2 separate regions of the Mus musculus genome follow, and region 2 is linked to region 1. The links are chromatin contacts, called in public promoter capture Hi-C maps. All regions are on one chromosome and are shown on one strand. The core of a region is the stretch at or near the end of the contact, and the rest is flanking DNA. Distances in the headings are between cores, read along the strand shown. Region 1 overlaps Tango2 (transport and golgi organization 2). Region 2 overlaps Arvcf (armadillo repeat gene deleted in velocardiofacial syndrome).

Region 1 (3,001 bases), core at 473-2,972:
CCAGCAGGGCTGAGGTGGGTGGACCCTGCCACATGTACAGCCTCGACTACTCTCCTGTGAGAGAGGAATAGGTGAACTTCAGTCACCCAAAGCTGGACAAAGATTTCAGACCAGGTCTCAGTGTGGATCTCTTAACAGCTCAGCATAATTGAAAGGTGTACAGGGTAACCCCCGGGAACAGGAAGGTAGCAGTGTTGCCTTTGTTGCTGTGTGTCATCCTCTTCCTCCTTCCCATCTACCTAGTCCTGCCTGAGCCCACTGTGTGCAGTCATAATTGGCTCACATAGGACTTTACTACCTACTGTATGTGATGTATACTTGCCAATTTCTTTCTTTCTTTCCTTCCTTCCTTTTTTAAATTTATTGCATGCATGCTTTGCTGCATGTACACCTGAATGCCAGAAGAAGGTATTAGATCCCCTTATACCACCATGCGAGCCACCATGTGGTTGCTGGGAATTGGGAGAGCTGACAGTGCTCTTAACCACTGAGCCATCTCACTAGACCCCACTTGCCAATTTCTTATCTTTCTTTCTTCCTGTTTTAATTTTACCTGCAGGTGGTCTTCAAGGAATAAACCATCAAGTAGGCTCCGGCCAAACCCAGGATTCACACATCACCCAAGACTACGGAACTGTTAGGCCGTGTCACCCCAAACGGAAACACAACTTTGCTTTTGCTGGTGTGGGTAAGTTTGCATGAATGTTAGGCCGTGTCACCCCAAACGGAAACACAACTTTGCTTTTGCTGGTGTGGGGAAGTTTGCATGAATGTTAGGCCATGTCACCCCAAACGGAAACACAACTTTGCTTTTGCTGGTGCGGGGAAGTTTGCATGAATGTAAGGGGTAAGGGCTGAGGAGAGCAAGGAGGGGCCATGCCACTTCCCAGCTTATCGAGTGAAGGCTCACAGCCACCCTTTACTGCCTGCGCTGTAGAAATGAAGCTCAACTCTGCTGCTGGTGCAGTTAGGTTTTAACAGAAGGCACCGGAGACACACTCGCTGCTTTCACAGGTAGGAGGCTCCTGAGACCTGTGCTCCCCAGGTCTTAGCTCCCACAATGCACAATATAAGCAGCACCAATGGGTAGGCACCTTCACCTAGCACCTGTTCTGTGACCAATGTCATAGCTTTAGGTACTTTAGACAGCAGACTCCAGAAAGATCTAGCAGGATAATACCTGAAGAATATTTTGGCCATTAAGGAGTCACAACTGTGCCATCCATGGACACACATACCCCCTCCCCTTTTAATTGTATGTGTATGGCTGTTTTGTCTATATATATATTTGTGTATCCCTGGAGTGCCTGGCATCTGTGGAGGCCAAAAGAAGGCACTGGATTCCCTGGAACTCAAGTTACACACAGTTGTGAGAACCATGTGGGTCCTGATAACAACCCCAGCTCTCTGGAAGAGCAGCAAGCTACCTCTCCAGTAGCCTCACTGAGGATTATAGTATGAGAACGACAGATAGGCGCTGCTCCGTGCAAACAGTATAGTGGTTGCTTCTCACATCCAGTCTTTGGGAATTCATTACTTTGTTCAGCTCTCCCCAGATAGCCTGTGATGTGACTAACTGTTTATCATTTTCCTTGTAGGATTCCACTAACTCCCTTTAACTCTTCTGCCAGAAAACTAGAATCACCTCCTCTAGCCTGATCCAGCTCTGTTGCCTGCCCTCTGTAGAAGAGGAAATGCTGAGTCCCTACATCCTATTCCCTAGACTGAAATGAGGGAACCCAGCCACTGTGCCAGGCATTCCACAAAGTGACTCAACAGGAGGATCTCACTGAAACTACTTTGTTTCTGGAACACATCCTAAGATTTTGAAAATGTTCCAGACAAACGTAAGAGAGGAGTTCCACAGTCCATTTCCAGTTGTGGGCTAAATTTCTGCCTTGTGCTCTACATGGACAAACAAATGCTGGCACATGCTAAAGAACCAAGGGGCTGCCCTGCGTGTAACTGGCACTAGAAGAGCAGGGAGGGCTGGCCCCTAGTTCCCTTCTCTGCCTACTGTTTCCCATGTCCTTGGCTGGTACTCAGCTACTCCAGCTAAAACCCATGGATGCTTTCCTCAATCTGCCACCAGCCAGACACCTCACCCAACCCAACCCAGCAGCGCCCCTCTCTGTCACCACTACTCCAGCTCTGCAGATGTGACCCTAATCACAGGCCACAGAACTTCGCCTCATCCCTCTGTCTCGCCACACCTGCACATTAGCTCTGAGCCCTTGCTCTAGGGTGGGCTCCTCCCAGCACCCCATGCTAAGCAGACACTGTCCAAGACAGCCGGACCAGGCTTGTACAGGATGTCTCCAGGCAACCAGAAGTCAAGACTCAGTTACTCAGAGGACACACACCCAGCAGCCTGCCATTGTCTCCTGCATATATGGCACCCCAGGGGTGAGGAACAGCCGTGGACCTCAGGCCTGGAGCAGCCTGGCGGAGGCAGAACAAGGGCATTCATTACCTGTATGCATTTTTGGAAACAGGACGAGGATCAAACTTAAAGAAGATGATGCACATGGGTTGCAAGGGTGGCTTTGCTCACACGGTCACAAGGTCTGTGGGAAAAGGAGAACAATGAGCTGTGAACAGCAGAGTCAGAGGGCTTTTCGGATGTCTCTCTCCATCAGTGAGTGGGGCTGGACTGGTGAGCACCAGATGCTTGGTGACATAATAGACATCTCCCCTCACCTGGGCCCACCAGCATCAGCTTGTAAGTCCACCGCCATGACACTCCCTTACCCTGGACATGCTACATGGGAGTGGTGAGTGGGTGCTGGAAGGGGCAGCAGCAGCGATAGGAACCACACACGTAAGGCTGGAGTGAAGGAGTAGCAAGTCCTCTCCCCAGCAGTCGCACCAAGTACTGCCCATGAGCCACAGAGGGAGACACCTTCATCTCAGCTCATGGTGCCCAAGGCCAGGCATCAGGGCCCACTCACTGGGGATGATCTGTGACCCATGTCCCCTCAGGCCTTTACCTAACACACAC
Region 2 (3,109 bases), core at 225-2,724, 73 kb after region 1:
GGATGGGAGATAGGGTATGTTTGAGAACAGGGGACATAATGCACTTGGGGCACTGTCAGATCTCATAAGTAAATCAGTGCACTTGTGCCTGTGTTCCTGATTGGGAACTCGTGTGTGCATGTGCCCCTGTTGGAGGGGTTAGAGACATCTGTGTTTGTGAGTCTAGATCCCTCTCTGTGTGTATGCTCAGGCATGTTTAGCTGGCCTGACTTTCCCAGGAACATGACTGACTTACACTCCTGGCTGCCTGGGTGAAGTCATTGACTGCTTTTAGCTTCCTGAGGTCATCTGCTAGCAGAGACTCAGAATCGCCGGATCTCTCAGCCCATACATTAGAGGGTGACTACCGTAGGTGGCCAACCTTTGCTGGGATCCTGTTTCTACGGACTACTGCGTGGCAGTGTATCACATGTTCAGCACAGCCCAGGGTCTGTGATTCACAATGTCCTAGATCCTTCTTTGCTTTACCACCTTTGTAGGGAGTAGGGCGGGGTTCTTCTCTGAATGTTTAATGTATGTAGATGCATGCAAATCTACAAAGGGGCCCTGTCCCCTGGCAGAATGTCCTAAGCAACTTGTCCCCTCGCCTTGCTCCTCCCCCTCCTTCGTAGCTAGGAATGCTGCTCCTAGTTCCCCTCCCTACCCCCCACCCCTACCCCACCTCCCCAACCCCCCAAAAAACCCTGCTGAGCTTCGGAGAGTCCAGCAGTTAGACCTGCAGCTTGACATTCAGGCACCAAATAGAGATGGAGCAGCCGCGCAGCGCTCAGCACAGAGTCAGTGTCCTTGGAAAAGTGCCCAGGTCACCCAGTCTGGCATCTTTCCAGTTGTCCCTACATTGGGCCTCATCTATTTCTCTTTCCCAGGGAACAGGGTCTCCTCTCCCTGGACAGGTCCCAGACATTCCATCTAATTCATAGCCTAGGAAAGGGACCTCCAAAGCCTGTCCCAGAGAGGTGCGGCAAACCTCACCGGTTCCTTGTAAGACGAATTCCTGAAATCCCTCTGCTAGGACCTGTGTGGTTCTGGCAAGCCTCTTCTTCATCCAGGCCTCAGTTCTCTCACTTATAAAGTCACCTCTTAAGTCTCCAAAGGCGGGGTGGGGGGTGGGGGGGTGGAGTAATACTCTGTGGCTCCACTGTCCCATGTTACCAGAGGCCAGGGGATGTCCTAGATGCTATGCTAGTGACATACACTCGCGCTGCCAGGGGCCAGGCGCTCCCCCAGTACAGGAGCTAGCCTGAGAAGGTTTACTGTCCCTGTGATCTCTGCAGGTAGTCCTGTCATGAGGACAGCCTGGTTCCCTGCATAGCACAGTACCCAGGCCAGGGAAGGGCATTGTGGCTCTGTAGCTGGGGAGGTGTAGTATGAACTACTTGGCCTCCCTGGGCCTTGGGTGGGGAGGCACAGCCTACTGCTGACCTAACCATGGTTACGAAGGAATGTGTCCCTCTAACCCGCCCACTGTAGCTTGAGTTCCAAGCCCTATTCAGGCCAGATGCCAACCCTGAGATGTTGACAGGATAAGGCCCTGGACCCAGAACAGACTGGCTCTCAGATCCATGTGCTACTCTGCACAGCAGGAACTGGCCTGTCTTCTTGGAGTTGGCTTCCATGCTGGCTAGTCTGACTAATACACAAGTGGGCCTCAGTCCATAACTATCTTGCCTACAATTCCCCCACCATGCCTCTCTGCAGGGTGGTAGTAAGGAGGAAGGTCAATGTGAGGAGGCAAGTGATGTCTACTGAACATCCTGCAGGACCTTCTTGGTTCCGCTTTGTGCCTAGAAAAGCCTGTGGCAGAACCATGAAGCTCAGGGAGGCTACCTTGGACCCAGGAGAATTGAGACTACCCTGGCTTAGGGCACTATCTCCATCTCTAGAGCCAGCAAGCCCATATACTATTTTCTTGTCCACAAGGACAGCCTGCCAGGTGCCTTTAGGTCCAGATGGACTTGTCTTGTACGTCAGCCCCAGTTTGAGGAACTGATAACTCCTGCTCAGCAGGCATACAAGGCAGAGTGAGTTGTATATGGATATTGACCTCTGACATCCTTCTCTCTCTAGGAGCAGAGCCCGGGTAGCCAGGCATCGCTGGCCACGATGCCAGAGGCACCCGAGGTACTGGAGGAGACAGTGACTGTGGAGGAAGACCCTGGCACCCCCACCTCTCACGTGTCCATCGTCACATCAGAAGATGGTACAACCCGGCGGACTGAGACTAAGGTATGGCTTGACCCAGGAAAGAAGAGAGTAGCTTGGGCAAGCATAGCTGTCCCTCTGTGGAACAGACGTGCGAGCTGACCCCCAAGCACCACTTGTTTGGATGGGGAATTGAGGCCACCCTGGCACCGATCTTGTTCTCTAGAGCCACCAAACCCATTTGCTACTTTCTTGTCCATCAGGTCACTAAGACGGTCAAGACTGTGACCACAAGGACAGTACGCCAGGTGCCTTTGGGCCCAGATGGACTCCCCTTGCTGGACGGCGGCCCTCCACTTGGCTCTTTTGCTGACGGGCCCCTGGACCGGCATTACCTACTTCGTGGTGGTGGTGGTCCAGCAGCCACACTCTCCCGAACCTACCACAGCAGTGGAGGTGGCTTTCCCGATGGCCCCGAGTCCCGTGATATTCCAAGCTATGGCAGCTTGTCCCGAGGGCTCGGGGTACGGCCACCACGTACTGGCCTCCTGGGCCCAGGACCTGGTGATGGCTGTTTCACACTGCCTGGCCGCCGAGAAGCCTTCCCCATGGGCTCTGAATCCGGACCACCAAGCGGCCGCTCTCTGCCTGAGCATTTCCAAGCTGAACCATATGGCCTGGAGGATGATACACGGAGCCTGGCTGCGGATGATGAGGGTGGCCCCGACCTGGAGCCTGACTATAGCACGGCAACCCGGAGAAGACCTGAGTACGGGCGGGGCCTTCGTGCCAGGGCCTTTGAAGACACAGCAGATGATGCTGGTGAGCTGATAGAAGAGCGTCCCCCATTTCCAGCAGCAACAGCCCCTCTGGCCCAGCCTGAGAGGGGCAGCCTGGGCAGCTTGGACCGAGTAGTGCGGCGCTCACCTTCAGTGGATAGCACCCGCAAGGAGCCACGCTGGCGGGA

The links. Capture Hi-C pulls out chosen DNA fragments and counts their contacts.
Region 2: a promoter capture Hi-C map of adipose tissue shows a contact between it and region 1. The contact joins two enhancer-like sites. A contact is called at or near these places in 9 of 39 promoter capture datasets (the 3T3-L1 cell line, the C10 cell line, the HPC-7 cell line and 5 more), 3 of 115 datasets of contacts at active chromatin or transcription factors (embryonic stem cells and pancreatic cancer cells) and 3 of 9 other capture datasets (adipose tissue, liver and pancreatic islet).

Annotation. Positions count from the first base shown.
Region 1 is chr16:18,321,884-18,324,884 of GRCm38.p6, forward strand. It overlaps Tango2 (transport and golgi organization 2), which reads right to left. Exons shown (of 9, transcript NM_001359109.1): 2 at 2,474-2,567. The coding sequence starts at 2,529. Among named protein-coding and RNA genes, the nearest start is that of Mir185, 4.1 kb to the right of the region's middle. Within about 2 kb of position 1,723, at least 40 of the 459 cell types and tissues checked have an H3K27ac peak or open chromatin away from gene starts, as enhancers often do. A contact at or near this core is called in adipose tissue, where this site is marked.
Region 2 is chr16:18,394,892-18,398,000 of GRCm38.p6, forward strand. Arvcf (armadillo repeat gene deleted in velocardiofacial syndrome) reads left to right here. Exons shown (of 18, transcript NM_001272029.1): 4 at 2,068-2,226; 5 at 2,406-3,109. Among named protein-coding and RNA genes, the nearest start is that of Gm15764, 17 kb to the right of the region's middle. Within about 2 kb of position 1,475, at least 76 of the 459 cell types and tissues checked have an H3K27ac peak or open chromatin away from gene starts, as enhancers often do. A contact at or near this core is called in adipose tissue, where this site is marked.